3 separate regions of the Mus musculus genome follow, and regions 2 and 3 are each linked to region 1. A link is a contact called in public Hi-C and HiChIP or PLAC-seq data. All regions are on one chromosome and are shown on one strand. The core of a region is the stretch at or near the end of the contact, and the rest is flanking DNA. Distances in the headings are between cores, read along the strand shown. Region 1 holds the start of Prr13 (proline rich 13). Region 2 overlaps Atf7 (activating transcription factor 7). Region 3 holds the start of Rarg (retinoic acid receptor, gamma).

The links. Hi-C and Micro-C count contacts between places; a contact is called where the count stands out from the background. HiChIP or PLAC-seq counts read pairs in DNA pulled down with a chosen protein or histone mark.
Region 2: a contact with region 1 is called in a Hi-C map of the P5424 cell line, with 3 times the contacts expected there. The contact joins the enhancer-like site here to the promoter of Prr13 in region 1. A contact is called at or near these places in 5 of 39 promoter capture datasets (the C10 cell line, cranial neural crest, frontonasal cranial neural crest and 2 more), 6 of 484 Hi-C or Micro-C datasets (CD4 T cells, the N1E-115 cell line, the P5424 cell line and 3 more), 3 of 115 datasets of contacts at active chromatin or transcription factors (the 230-238 cell line, embryonic limb bud and embryonic stem cells) and 3 of 9 other capture datasets (adipose tissue, liver and pancreatic islet).
Region 3: an HNF4G HiChIP or PLAC-seq map of pancreatic cancer cells shows a contact between it and region 1. The contact joins the promoter of Rarg here to the promoter of Prr13 in region 1. A contact is called at or near these places in 20 of 39 promoter capture datasets (the 3T3-L1 cell line, 3T3-L1-derived adipocytes, the C10 cell line and 13 more), 4 of 484 Hi-C or Micro-C datasets (the G1E-ER4 cell line, bone marrow-derived macrophages, embryonic stem cells and 1 more), 4 of 115 datasets of contacts at active chromatin or transcription factors (the SCID.adh cell line, bone marrow-derived macrophages, microglia and 1 more) and 4 of 9 other capture datasets (adipose tissue, liver, macrophages and 1 more).

Annotation. Positions count from the first base shown.
Region 1 is chr15:102,456,000-102,460,531 of GRCm38.p6, forward strand. It overlaps Prr13 (proline rich 13), which reads left to right and starts at 3,171. Exons shown (of 4, transcript NM_001170911.1): 1 at 3,171-3,256; 2 at 4,109-4,147; 3 at 4,371-4,532. The coding sequence starts at 4,129. It also overlaps the pseudogene Gm24128.
Region 2 is chr15:102,606,169-102,610,943 of GRCm38.p6, forward strand. The region is part of intron 1 of Atf7 (activating transcription factor 7); the gene reads right to left. LOC105246046 (a long non-coding RNA gene) reads left to right here. Exons shown (of 2, transcript NR_155446.1): 2 at 1,451-1,843. Among named protein-coding and RNA genes, the nearest start is that of Atf7, 17 kb to the right of the region's middle. Within about 2 kb of position 1,668, at least 9 of the 459 cell types and tissues checked have an H3K27ac peak or open chromatin away from gene starts, as enhancers often do. A contact at or near this core is called in the P5424 cell line, where this site is marked.
Region 3 is chr15:102,255,156-102,259,660 of GRCm38.p6, forward strand. It overlaps Rarg (retinoic acid receptor, gamma), which reads right to left and starts at 2,367. Exons shown (of 10, transcript NM_011244.4): 1 at 2,085-2,367; 2 at 1,315-1,384.

The DNA.
Region 1 (4,532 bases), core at 1,921-4,420:
GGACCACCAGGACTAATTTTCACATGGTGGCACCACCTGTTGGGCATTGGAGGAGTGGCCACAGTGAAGCCATTGGCCTGAGTGCACTCAGATCGCTGAAGCTCACACTGTGGGGATCTGTCCAGACTCAGGGAGGTGAGCGAGGTTACCTAGGCAGCAGTTGCCCAGGAGCACCAGGGGGTGGCGCTATACCTCGCTTGGCATAGTACTTACAGAACATTCGGGAAGCCCTGGGTTCCATCCCTAGCACTGCATAAGCAGTGTGGCAGGTCCTTGTAATCCTAGCACAGGGAAGGTGGAGGCCGGAGCTGATCTGGAGCTGTAGGCAGGCAGGGAGGATCAACATTTCAAAGTCAGAGGCTGGAGAGAGAGGGCTAAGTTAGGAGCACTTGCTGCTCTTTCAGGGAACCAGGGTTTAGTTTCCAGTGCTCCTATTAGCAAGTTCACAGATGCCCATAATTCTCGCTCTAGGGTACCCGAGGCCCTCTTCGGGCCTCTGTGGGCACCTCCATGCACAGGTGCACATACAGACGAACAGACAGACAAACAGCACATATACTACATTGCTTCTACAGCACAAACACTAAATTAAAACAATACAGAGATTATTGTTGTCCCTGTACAAGGGTAACCCACAAAGTTGGGAAGCATTTCATATATTTTAAAAAGCTTTCTTTAAAAAAATAAATATATATGTTTTCCTTCATATTCTATACATTAAGAATACAATTTTGGGATGGAGAGATGGCTCAACAGTTAAGAGCAATGACCACTCTTCCAGAGGTCCTGAGTTCAACCCCCAACAACCACACGGTGGCTCACAACCATCTGTAATGGGATCTGATTACCCTCTCCTGGTGTTTCTGAAAATGGCTTCAGTGTACTCTTATACATCCCCGAATGTATACATTAAGAATAAATTTTCAAGCCAGGCGTGGTGGCACACGCCTTTAATCCCAGCACTTTGGAGGCAGAGGCAGGCAGATTTCTGAGTTCGAGGCCAGCCTGGTCTACAAAGTGAGTTCCAGGACAGCCAGGGCTACGCAGAGAAACCCTGTCTCGGAAAAAGCAAAAAAAAAAAAAAAAAAAGAATAAATTTTCATCTTACCCTAATGTATTAATTTCTATCTATAAATATATAGGCAGAGATATAGATGCAGGTAAGCAGGATTTATTAGAATGATTTACAGGCTGCAACCCAGCAAATCCAACAATGACTGGCTGTAAGCAGGAAGTCCAACAGTCCAGTACAGTCCACGTGCTTGGATGTCTTCAGTACATGGTGGACTCCCAAAGAACTAGGCTTTAATGCCGGTAAAGAAATGGACTTTCCTTTCCAGGAGAGAACAAACTGGCCAAGAGCAAAGTGTCCTTCTTCAGTGTCCTTATCTAGGTTTCCAGCAGATGGTATGGCCCAGGTTAGAGGTGTGTCTTCCCACTTCAAAATCTAGATTAAGTAATCTATTCACCTACTTCAGGTTAAGAAGAAAAAAAAAAAGGTGTGTCCCGACAACCAAGAATAGTTATCACACCTAATAAAAATTGTTGTAAATATTTGTAAAAGTTTGAGATCATCTTGGCAACATAGCAGGCTGAGGCCATCCTAAACTGAGTGTGAGATCCTGTCTCAAAAATAAATAAAAGTGCCGGGCATGGTGGCGCATGCCTTTAATCCCAGCCCTCGGGAGGGAGAGGCAGGAGGATTTCTGAGTTCGAGGCCAGCCTGGTCTACAGAGTGAGTTCCAGGACAGCCAGGGCTATACAGAGAATACCCTGTCTTGGAAAAAAAATAAAAAAAAATAAAATAAAATAAAATAAAATAAAATAAAATAAAAGTGTAGAGGGTGGGGAGAGGAATGTAGACAGCTAAGGTCCAGGCCTTGTGTGGCTTGTGGGAAAGTCCTTGATTTATTCATCATTTTATCTATGAACAGGGTCTCATGTAGCGCAGGATGACCTAAAACTCTCTGTGTTGCCAAGGGTGACCTTGAACTCAGGATCCTGTAAGCCCTATCTGCAAAGTGCTGGGGTTAGCTGGGCTTGGTGGCCCACACCTTTAACCCTAGCACTCGGGAGGCAGAGGCAGGTGGATTTCTGAGTTCGAGGCCAGCCTGGTCTACAAAGTGAGTTCCAGGACAGCCAGGGCTATACAGAGAAACTCTGTCTCGAAAAACCAAAAAAAAAAAATTCTGAGAGTTGTGGCTTGCTTTTGTTTTTCTAGCACCCGAGAGAGAGAGAGAGAGAGAGAGAGAGAGAGAGAGAGAGAGATATGGGATGACTGCTTTTCATCCAAAGTCAACCCAAGTCATACTGGTAGATTGTCTCAAAAACATCAAAACCAAAAATGAATTCACTTAGTTACCCAGAACAATGACATGAAACTATAACTGCACCATCTGCTGAACACATTGAAACCCTGTCTCTTATCTTTCTACAAAAAAAGAACCACAGGCTGTGGTTCTAGCAGCTGGCAACATTGAAGCCCAGGGCTGGGACTCAGCAGAACTTCCTCCTTTTGTTCTCTGAGGCCTTTTTTTGTTTGTTTGTTTTTGTTGTTATTTTCCGAGTCAGAGACAGGGCTGGTCTGTGTGGCTCTGGCTGTCTTGGAACTCACTATGCAGACCATGCTGGTTTCAAACTCAGAGATTCACCTGCCTCTGCCTCCTGAGTTCAGGGACTAAAGGTGTTGTGCCATCATGACAGAGCTCTCTCTGAGGTTTTATGTAGGGTTCCCTAAGAAGCTAATATTGTCTTTAAATTCTGATTCTCTTCCTCCATTTCCAAAATGCTAGGTTACAGACAAGTCTACCCATCAAGCAGGCACTTGGTGCACATACACTGAGGCAAAACACTCATACACATTAAAAAAAAAAATCTTAAAATTTAAGCAAAACAACAACAAAAAAAAACAGTGAGAGTTTATCTCGTTGGCTCAGGTCCTTGCTTGGAGCTGACCCCGCCTCGGTCCCGCCCTAAGGAGCATTTCCGCTGCGTCTCCGTATTTCACCTGTATGTATTTCACAACGCAATGTTTTCTCCCTAAGGCTCCGCCTGGCGGCCAGCGCAACGGTTTCCTCCTTGTTTAGTTGGACCACAGCGATTGACAAGTCAGTTCTCCAATCATCGTGTCAAAGTGATCACATAATTATTAACTAGGTCACAGGGGCGGTGCGGAAGTATAGAATGAATAGGAGTGACCAGGAAGTGCGAACCCAGACTGAGAAGGAGGACAGGAGCGGGCTGGCGATCTGGGAAGGTGACAGGGCATCTGGCCTCCCAAATTCCATCTCTCCTCTTAGCTGGGCCAGGGATCCATTTATTCCTGAGAACTAAGAACTCCATTTGCTCTTTGGGGGTTGTGTGTGTGTTCTAAGAGTTTTGGGACCTGGAGTGTCTTTCTTGATATTCAGGATGGGATTATTTGTTTGTTTATTTATTTATTTTTATTTATTTGTTTATTTTAGCTTCACTTCAGGGGTGCCCCCGGGGCGAGCAGGGAGTTTAGGTCCCATCTCACACTACGGATGCTTAAAGGCCTCCGGTCCCTTTCCAGGGAGAGGGAAATGAGACTTCTCCATCCAGGTGAGATAGTGAAAGTGGGAGGGGCCCTGGGAAGAGAGTTCCTGTGATTTAAATCCTGGGCTAGAGTAGGCTATGAGGATGCGGGAAAGAAAAAGGGAACTTTTTTTTTTGTTTTGTTTTTGTTTGTTTGTTTGTTTTTGTTATTTCGAGACAGGGTTTCTCTGTATAGCTCCAGCTGTCCTGGAACTTACTTTGTAGACCAGGCTGGCCTCATTCGCCTGCCTCTGCCTCCCAAGTGCTGGTATTAAAGGTGTGCACCCCCACGCCCAGCAGGGAACTTTTTTTCATTTCCTTTTGTTTTGGGTTTGACACAGGGTAGCTCTAGCTGTCCTGTAACTCTTTTTCGACCAGGCTGGTCTGGAACTCAGAGATCCACCTGCCTCTGTTTCCAGAGTGCAGCCCATTTTTAAGTGGAGGTTTATCTGTGAGAGTCTTGGTAGGGTGGAGGCTGTAGGGTGGGGCTCGGGTTCTCGAAAATCCTCCTCCCTTCCTGGAACCTTCAGACTTTGCCTGGTTTACTTCCTAGGCTTGAGCTAACATCTCGACATGTGGAATCCTAATGCTGGTAAGTTCCTGGGGGCTCTCCTCTGACCTGCCCCAGCCCATTTTGCAATGAAACAGGAAGTTTCTATCTATCCCCGCAGCCCCAAGCAAAAGCAAAGCCACCGGACCACTGCTAGTTACCAAGTTCTGCCTTTCCATAAGGCTTAAGAACGGTAGTGATTTGTATTATGTGTTGATAGAGGTTCCGGACAGTTCTAATCTTTATTCTCGGATTCTTCTTCCAGGACCGAATCCATATCCACCCCAAGTTGTGTGCCCAGGAGGTTCCAATCCTGCCTGTCCACCACCTCTCAATCCTGCCTTTCCCCCTGGCCCCTGTCCTCCCGGAATTCCCCAGGGAAACCCAGCTTTCCCTCCGTGTCGTCCCCCTTATCCTGTACCACAAC
Region 2 (4,775 bases), core at 418-2,917, 150 kb after region 1:
GTATACATTCACACATGTCACAATGCATGTGTGATAGTCAGAGGACACGTTTTGGGAGTCAGTTCTCTCTCTACCATTTGGGTCCTGAGGATAGAACTCAGATTGCTAGGCTTGTTAGCAAGTGTCTTTATCCATGGGGCCATCCTTCCAGCTCCAGTCTCAACTGTTTATCCTCCAAAAGGACACTCATAGATGATCTGGTTTGCATGGTATCTAAAAAAACCACCTAAGGAAAAGATTCCTGTACACATAAACTGTGGAAATTAAAATGCAGGTTCTATGAACCTCAGAAAACAAAGTAGACTCAAGTTTTACTAGGCAGTAGACTATTCAGGAATTGGAAACTCAGTTTATTAATTCTGGATTAATTTTCCATTGTACTATTTAGCATTACCATAGTTCAGCATACATTATCTTGCCAGTAGGTAAATCAACTGACTCAAAAGGATGATGTAAAACCACATAGACTATTATAATCTTTTTGTTTGTTTTAAGATTCATTTATTTATTTTACTTATATGAGTACACTGTAGTTGTCTTCAGACACACCAGAAGAGGGTGTCAGATCCCATGACAGATGGTTGTGAGCCATCATATAGTTGTTGGGAATTGAACTCAGGACCTCTGGAAGGGCAGCAAGTGCTCTTAACCACTGTGCCAGCTCTCCAGCCCAGACTACTATAGTCTTAAACAAATTAGCCTTATTGTTTCATACCAAAATTGGTTTGTTTTATATTTGCATGTATGTATGTGTATGGAAGTGGTATATGTATGTCTTCATGTGGCATGTGTGTATGTGTGTGGAAGTCAGACTACAGTGCCAGTGAGCGCCAGGGATCTGCCAGTTCCCTCTGTCCATGTCCTCCCCCACACTGCCACCCAAGTTACAGATGTGTGCTGCCTCACCTGGGGGCCCTCATGCTTACACAGCAAGCACATTACTGAATGAGCCATCTTCCTAAGCTTTGTATTTGTTTCCTGTTTGCTTGTTTGAGAAAGGGTCTCCCCATTTTGTCCCAACTGTCCTCAAGTTTGCAATCTGCCTCATCTCTGCCTGGGATTACAGGCTTGCACCACTACATCCTTCCTATACTAGGATTTTGTAAAATTCTTTGCTAAGAGGCTTCTGGGGAAAAAAAAACACAGTTATAAAAAAATTGGCAAATTAGGAATAAAGGTGTTGAGGGTAGTATGAATTCTAGTTATTTGTTCTCAGGTACTCCAAACAAAAGGAACAACAAAATGTTTTGTAACTTCTAAAAGTGTGAAACTTGCCATGTTATACAACTTCTTATAGCTGCAGTACATAGTACAATGTAGCACTCAACAGGGGTTTCTTGTATGCTTAATAAACAAATCTCCAGAAACATGAATCTGAGTACAAGTTCTTGAATTTTTTTATCAAATTTTTTTCTTCTTTTTTTTTTTTTTTATTTTTTTCTTTTTTCAGGCTTTCACTGTGAAGGCCAAGCTGGTATGGACTTACTCCGAAGCACTCGCTCAGTTCAAGCTCTTGCTTCTCCTGCCTCAGCCTTAACAAGTGCTATGCTGACAACCAGACCCTATTACCACAAGCTTGAAGAATCAAGGAAATTAAGTACAACAGTTTTCCCTTACAGGAAAACATCCAAGACTCACAGCAGAGGACTCCTAACTATAACAGCACCAACTGCTACAAACACTGCTTTTCCTATATGTTCTGCAGCATGGCCACAGAGGAGAGGCAGCTTTTACAGTCTTGGCCAGCCTGGAACTCACTATGTAAATCAGGCTGGTCTTGAACTCATATCTTCTTGACTCTCCTTTTAAGTGTTGTGGATTAAAGGGTAAAGGTGTGTATACCACAGCCAGCCTTTGTTTTTGTTTTGCAACAAGGTCTCAAGTATCCCAGGCTGGCCTCAAATTTGCTATGTAGCCAAAGCAAATTTGAACTTTTCATCCTCCTGAGTTCTTTTATGTGGTGTTAGGGATGGAAACCAGGACCTGCTAGGCAAGTATTCTACCAACTGAGCTAAGTCCTCAGCCCATTCTTCAGTATATAATGTCCTGTACATCTTTTCAAACCTCTTGCACTTTGAGAAGACTGTTAAATAAAATAAGGCTTACTTAATTTATAGGGAAACTATTCAAATACATTAAAAAAATCTAAAATTAACTAACTAAGGTAAGGTAGCACAATAGTTTTTAAGCACTTCATAATCACTTGGGTATCTTGTAAAAGATCTTAGCACTGAGCCCCAAGAACTTACGAAATCCCAACATTTAGGAGAGAACCTGAGGCAGGAGAATTGCAAGCATGAGGACAGCCTGGGTTACAAAGTGAGACATTGGGGTTGATGAAAGAAGCTATGTATTCTGGTTACTTTTAAACTGTCAACTGGACACAGCTTAGAATCAGTGAGAAGACAGCCTTTTTTTTTTAAGATTTATTTATTATACATAAATACACTGTAGCTGTCTTCAGACACACCAAAAGAGGACATCAGATCTCATTACAGATAGTTGCTGGGTTTAGAACTAAGGACCTCTGGAAGAGCAGACTGCTGAGCCATCTCTCCAGCCAGACAACACCCTTAACTGAGGAATTCCTAGGTCAGAACAGCCTCAAGTACATCTGGGGGCGGGGTTATCTTGGCTTAATTGAATAGCCCATTGTAGGCTCTATTACAGATAGGCAAGTAGTCCTAACTAATGTAAGAAAACTAGCTGGAAGGATGGACCATCCAGAGACTGACCCACCCAGGGGTCCATCCCATAATCAGCCACCAAACCCAGACACTATTGCATATGCCAGCAAGATTTTGCTGAAGGGACCCTGATATAGCTGTCTTCTGTGAGGCTTTGCCAGTGCCCGGCAAATACAGAAGTGGATGCTCACAGTCATCTATAGGATGGAACACAGGGCCCCCAATACAGGAGCTAGAGAAAGTACCCAGGAGCCAAAGGGGTCTACAACCCTATAGGTGGAACAACAATATGAACTAATCAGTACCCCCAGAGCTCCTGTCTCTAGCTGCATATGTAGCAGAAGATGGCCTAGTTGGCCATCATTGGGAAGAGAGGCCCCTTGGTCTTGCAAACTTTATATGCCCCAGTACAGAGGAACGCCAGGGCCAAGAAGTGGGAGTGAGTGGGTCGGGGAGCAGGGCGGGGGGATGATATAGGGGACTTTTGGGATAGCATTTGAAATGTAAATGAAGAAAATATCTAATAAAAAAATGTGTGTGGGGGGGAACTAGCTGAGAGCTGGTTCAGTGGTTAAGAGCACTTGCTGCTCTTCCAGAGGTCCTGAGTTTAATTCCCAACAACCACATGTTGGCTCACAACCATCTATAAGGTACATCCAGATAGAGAACTCATAAAATAAATAAATCTTAAAACAAACAAAAAGCTAGCTGAGTGTAAGCTGGCCTGCAAGCCAACTAGCAGGAAGTATTCTTCATTGTTCCTGCTGTACTTCTTTGGCTATAAGGGTAGTTGCTGTGTGAAACAGCAAACAGGCCTGCCTTCAAGTTCCTGTCCTTGACATACCTCAGTAAGTGATTATCCTCCCCTATGTTGCTTATAGACTATCACAGCATCAAAAACGAAACTAAAACACAGTGTAAATTTGACAACCTGAGTTCAATCCCTAGAACTCATAGTGGAGAGAACCTATTCTCCAAAGTCGTCTACTGACATTCACAAATGCATTGTAACACATGCATGTACATACACAACATCATATAAATATATATATATATATATATATTTTTTAACATTTATTTATTACTATATGAAAGTACACTGTAGCTGTCTTCAGACACACCAGAGGATGTCAGATCTCATTACGGGTGGTTATGAGCCACTATGTGGTTGCTGGGATTTGAACTCAGGACCTCTGGAAGAGCAGTTGGCACTTTTAACCGCTGAGCCATCTCTCCAGCCCCATATAAATATATTTTAAAACCCAAAGCAAAAACTGGAGTCTGTCTGTCTTTCTTACACCCCTACAAACACCCACAGCTACACACAACCAAGTGTGGGGGGGTGTTATATGGAAACGTGGCTCACTTGTAGACTATTTGCCTACTATAAGGTGCTGGATTCAATAACCGGCAACATACAAATTAAAATAAGGTTGTATATGATTTCAGTGTGGCTAATGAGGCCTAACTACGATGGATGCTAGCTCATTATAAAATAAAACAGGAATGGAGATATAGGTCAATTGGCAAAGTGTTTGCTTAGCATACAAAGGACTCTAGGTTTAATCTCCATAAAACCATAAACCAGATGTGGTGGCTCAAGCTAGAGGCACAACCGTGAGAGGATGGAGCCAGGAGGGACAGAAAGTTCATCCTCAGCTACATACATGGACTTGAGGATGGCCTGGGATACCTGGGACTATCTAAAAATTTAACTAAGTAATTAAAAATTTAAAAATACCTTGGGAAATTTTGATGACCAGTATTTGAGAATCATTAAGAAGGTTGGAAAGCGCCAGGCAGTGGTGGCACACGCCTTTAATCTCAACACTTGGGAGGCAGAGGTAGGTGGATTTCTGAGTTCGAGGCCAGCCTGGTCTACAGAGTGAGTTCCAGGACAGACAGGGCTACACAGAGAAACCCTGTCTCGAAAAACCAAAAAGGAAAAAAGAAGTTGGAAAGCTTCTGATACTTCCATTTGGAAAGCAGCTGTATTCACAAGTCTGTAAGTCAGCAGTTCTCCAAGTGGCTTCAGGATCACTCATGGATCTCTAAGACTCTTTCAGAGGGCTCATGGCAGTTAAAAAA
Region 3 (4,505 bases), core at 1,117-3,616, 200 kb before region 1:
CAGCCATCCCTGTCTTGGCATCTTACCTACAGATGGGAACCAGACCTCTAGGGTAGGGCAGAACTTCAACAGGAGGTGGAGGGGAAGGGGTGTTCAGGCTCCTGGTCCTCACCAAGGACATTGTAAGCAAAGGACAACTCTCCCTGGCCTTCCTCCTCAACTACCTGGGAGGGGAGACTTAGAGGTGAAGAAGATAACAGATTCCTGTCTCCTAAGTCTGGTCTCTCTGGGAAGGGGGCGCACTTCAGTTCCAGGTAGAAGAGAGTAAGACAACAGTGCGGGAGTCAAAGGAAATCCTAAATGAGGCCTTAACTGTCTAGGTTCTTTGTGGGACCTGCAGAAGAAGGAGAACGCTCCCCTCTTCCCAAGATGCCACTTCAGATGGTGCGGCTTAGAAGGCGGGCAACTGACTTGGGGAAAGGGTTCTTACAAAGCTTCTCTTAGAGATGAGGTGGAGTTGAGGGGAGGGCATGGATGAAGGGGGCTGCCGGATGGAAGGGGGGCGTCTCCCTGCTGCCCTGCCCGCTCCAGAGCCTGGAACAAAGCCGCTCTTGTCAGTTGCTCTCCACCCGCTGCCCCCCTCCCCTCTGTATAAACACGACCACCTTTTTCCATGACCCCATCTCCAGAATGGGAGGAGAACCCAGGCATCCTCTGCCCTATCCTGAGCCCCAAGCCTGTTCTCCAGGAGACAGCAGTGGACCCAGCTTCCCTGGCTCCGTGCCGTTGTTGGGGGAGTCTAGACCCTTGATTCTCCACCTTGAATCCTCAGGTGCCCTCCCTCTACCCCACTGGCCCCAGGGAGGGGCAGTACCCAGGAGGCAGGCAGGCAATGCCAGTGGAATGTGTGTGGGCATCAGAGGGCACGGGCAGGGTGGGGCCGAGGGGGGAACTGGAGGTGCCAGTTAGGTGGCTTTCTGAGCCAGAGGTGGGGGTGTGCCCCGGGGTTGGGGGGGCGTGTCCTATGCTGCCTACCAGTTCTAAGCCACTGTGTGTGTGTGTGTGTGTGTGTGTGTGTGTGTGTGTGTGTGTGTGTGTTGGGATAACCAAGCTCCGAGCACCCTGGACACACACTCCCCTTGACCCCCTCTAAGTATCCTTACTGACAATGGCTGTGGTCCTCAAACCCTAACTCAGTACCCGAAGAATAACCATAAGGGCAGAAGCCTCAAATTTGAGGAGTAGGATCCCAACTGCCCCGGGTTTAAGCCCTACAAGAGGGAATTATTTGAGCATTTTGTCCTTGAGTTCCCTCCCCGAGACAGACATCCCTGCTGCCCCATCCCCATGACCACCAACTAAGCATATTCTTACCCTCTGGCCTCTGCAGAGAGTCCCTCCTACATACTGGGCCAGGCTGAGGTGAGGGACCTGGTGGAAACTGCTGGAAAGGAAAGAGGCGCTGTCAGTGGCACTCCAGGACAGGGGCTCTCCTGAACCTGTCCGGGCGTTATAACTCTAGCTTTGTTCCACTGGGGCCTCCCCTTGAGAATATTCTAAAAGAGCTCCCCTTCATTGGCTCACTTGTGCAGTAAGGGATAGATCAGAGAGAATCCAGGTTCTGCAGTCCAAACTCCACAGACCACTTTACCCACCTAGACACTTGCTAGAGCTTTCCTAGTCCCCATACAGAGCCCTGCCAATCCACTGGAGAAAGGGTACTTGGACCATCAGATCCACCCTTCAGTATGCCCCCGCCCCACTCCGGTGGAAGAATGCCATCCTTTCCCAGAGGAGGAAAACCCGTCTTCTCTGACATTCCGAGTACAGGAACATTGGTTCGCTTGCCCAAGACTTTCCTAAATGCTCTCCTTCAATACTCACCAAAATCAAGGGCAGACAACCCGGCCCATCCTCAGTCTGTCTAAAAAAAAATCTCCCCTTTCTCTTCCCGGGTCACGACTGACCCCAACTTGGGGCAGGAAGCCTCCGCATAAGCTCGGCTAACAGCTTGGCCACCCCCGGAGGGAAAGGACCCCAAGGCTCCCGACGCCCCCGCCCCTGGCTCATTTCAGCAGAGGAGCCCCGGCGTCCGCGGCCGGAGGGCGGCCAGGCGGGCGAGCCGGCTTCCCCGCCTGACTCACCTGGAGGGGAGGGCGGGGGAAGGAAGGCCGCAGAGCCCCGAGGTCCCGGCGTCGGGCGGTCTCGGGGATGGAGCACCGCGGTGTTAGTGACTCGCGGTAATGGGGGGCTTCAGGGGGGCACGGCTCTAGGCTGGGACAATCCCGGGGCCTCTCGGAGCCCGCCCGCCCACGTGACCGCCCCAAAATATCCGACACATTTTCTCCCAAACCGCACACTGACTCCGCAGGCGGGGACACGGAAAATATTTTCTTTCTTTTTCTCCCTCCCTACCCCCCCCACCTCCCTCCCTGCCTGGCTCCCTCCTCCTCCTCCCGCCCTCGCTCCTCCCTCCCCTGCCGCCTGCCCCTGCCCGGCTCCCTCCTCGGTGCCCTGGGGCTGGGGGGGGTGGTGGCTGGGGGGGGGGAGGACTGGGCGGGGCGGCCCAGGACGCCTGGGTCTCTGCCCCTCCCATTTGCTAGGCTTCCGTGGCTCCATCCCCGGGAGGCCGGGCAGAGCTGGCAGAGGTCAGTGTCCTGGGCTCCATGATGCCAACCCTTTCTCTCTGGCGCTATCCCCCTTCCAGCCATTTGGGGAGACTGAGTTGTCTTTAGCCACGCTGTATTCTGCCAGGCCGGTCTCTGGTACCTCCCAGGGTAGGCAGTGAGAGACTTGGACACTGCCAAGACGTGGAGTGATGGGGCAGGAGTATACCAGAGGAGAAGGCACTGTCCCCTTTTCTTAGTTAACCTCCACCTGCAGGTCAAAGCAGTATCCCTTCCTCTGGCCTTCTCTGTCCTATGGCCTAGGAGCAAACTGGTTTAACTAGTGGGGGTTACGATGAAGGTGCTACGAATTGGGTTCACAGGCTTCCTCCCTCTCATTCTGCCTGAAGTTGACTCCAGGAGTTAAAGCGCGTGGGTCTCTCGCTGCCAATATCGTCCCCACCTTTAGACTTGGATTTAGAGGGGGAGAGGCTGGCTGGGAGGAGGGCTGAAAGAACTTTAGGGAGGAGGGGGGATGGGAGGAGCCTTGCGCTGGGTGTGAGGGAGAAAGCCCAGGCGAGGGTGTGTGTCTGGCTCAGCCAGCGAGGCCTGCCTGGCTGCCTGGTAGATGCGCCACGAATGTTGTTGACGCTGGGTCTCTAGAAGCCCAAAGTCTGTGTCTAATAGGGATATTCTCTGTCTCCAAACAAACCGAGGCTGAAAGGCTCTCGAACCTAGAGAGGGAAGCCAATAGTTTGACTTTATACCACAGAGCACAGAGCCAGAGAAAAGTGAAGTCCTATGCACTCTCACAGGGATGGTCACGACTCCAGAAGAGGAGAAAGCTCATTGGACGGGCTGGGCCAGGCACTAGCCCAAAGGACCATCCTCAGCAACGCTCCCAGAGTGGCCAGCACCTGGGGAATGGGCCCCTGAATCACATCACATTTTCCACTTTGGAATTACTCAGCTCTGGTCTTGCTGTCACCCTAGGGGCCAGGCATCCCCCTCCTGGGAAAGGCTTTTCTGGGTAGCCATTATCAGCTAAAGGAGAAGGGGAAAGAGAGGCTTGCTGTGGCAATCCCAAGAGACCAGAGACGTTGTGGGGGAGGAAGGGGGGGAGCACAGACGAAACTCTGCCTTTCGCTCCAGGGCTGGGAATAGGTACTCCAGGGTCCCGTCCCCAGGTGGCCTGACTGCTGTTGACTTTGCCGGTTACCCTGGGAGCAGCTCTTAGCAGTGTGGGAGGGGTGTGTGTCCGGGAGTTGGACCCTGGCATTCAGGCTGGGGTGGGATAGTGAGCTGCCTGTGTGGCAGGGATCCTGCCAGGAGGCTGCAAAATTAACCCCTCCTGCCCTGCCCTGGTGGTGGCTGGCGGAAGGAGGGGCGGGCCCAGCTGCGGTTTGGGAATGTGGCCCTAATCCCCCTCCCCACCCCACCCCGGCACATCTGTAGTTGGTTTACAGTGAATGAGTCTCCTGTCCTCATGAACCAGGCTTGGGCACCATTCCCTTCCTGCCCAGGCACTGGGACACAGACCCAGGCACCACCCTGCTCAGCTCTCTGCACTGGTTCTTCCCTTCAGGGACTTGACCCAGAGACCAAGCATCGGAACCCTGAGACTGCAGCTTGGGGTAGCAGATAGGGATGGAACAGTTAGTGGGATGAGAGGGGGGACAAATATGGGAGAGCATCCAAGAGGACAATAAGTTTAAAATCCCATTGTTTTCCTGTTCCCTTTGTCTTGATCTGTCCATATGTCTCTGTCTCTGTGGTGGGTGGGTTTGTTCATTTATTATCCATCCTGGTTACTATAACTACTTCCTCGAAACTTCCTCGTTCCTATGACTGGAGGGGGAAGTGTTGGGGGGGGAGAGGTGATGCTGTCCAAGAATACTTGCCAACCCCTCTCATCCAGTAATTGTCTCTGCCCCCTCACCAAACCCAGTCACTGGAGTT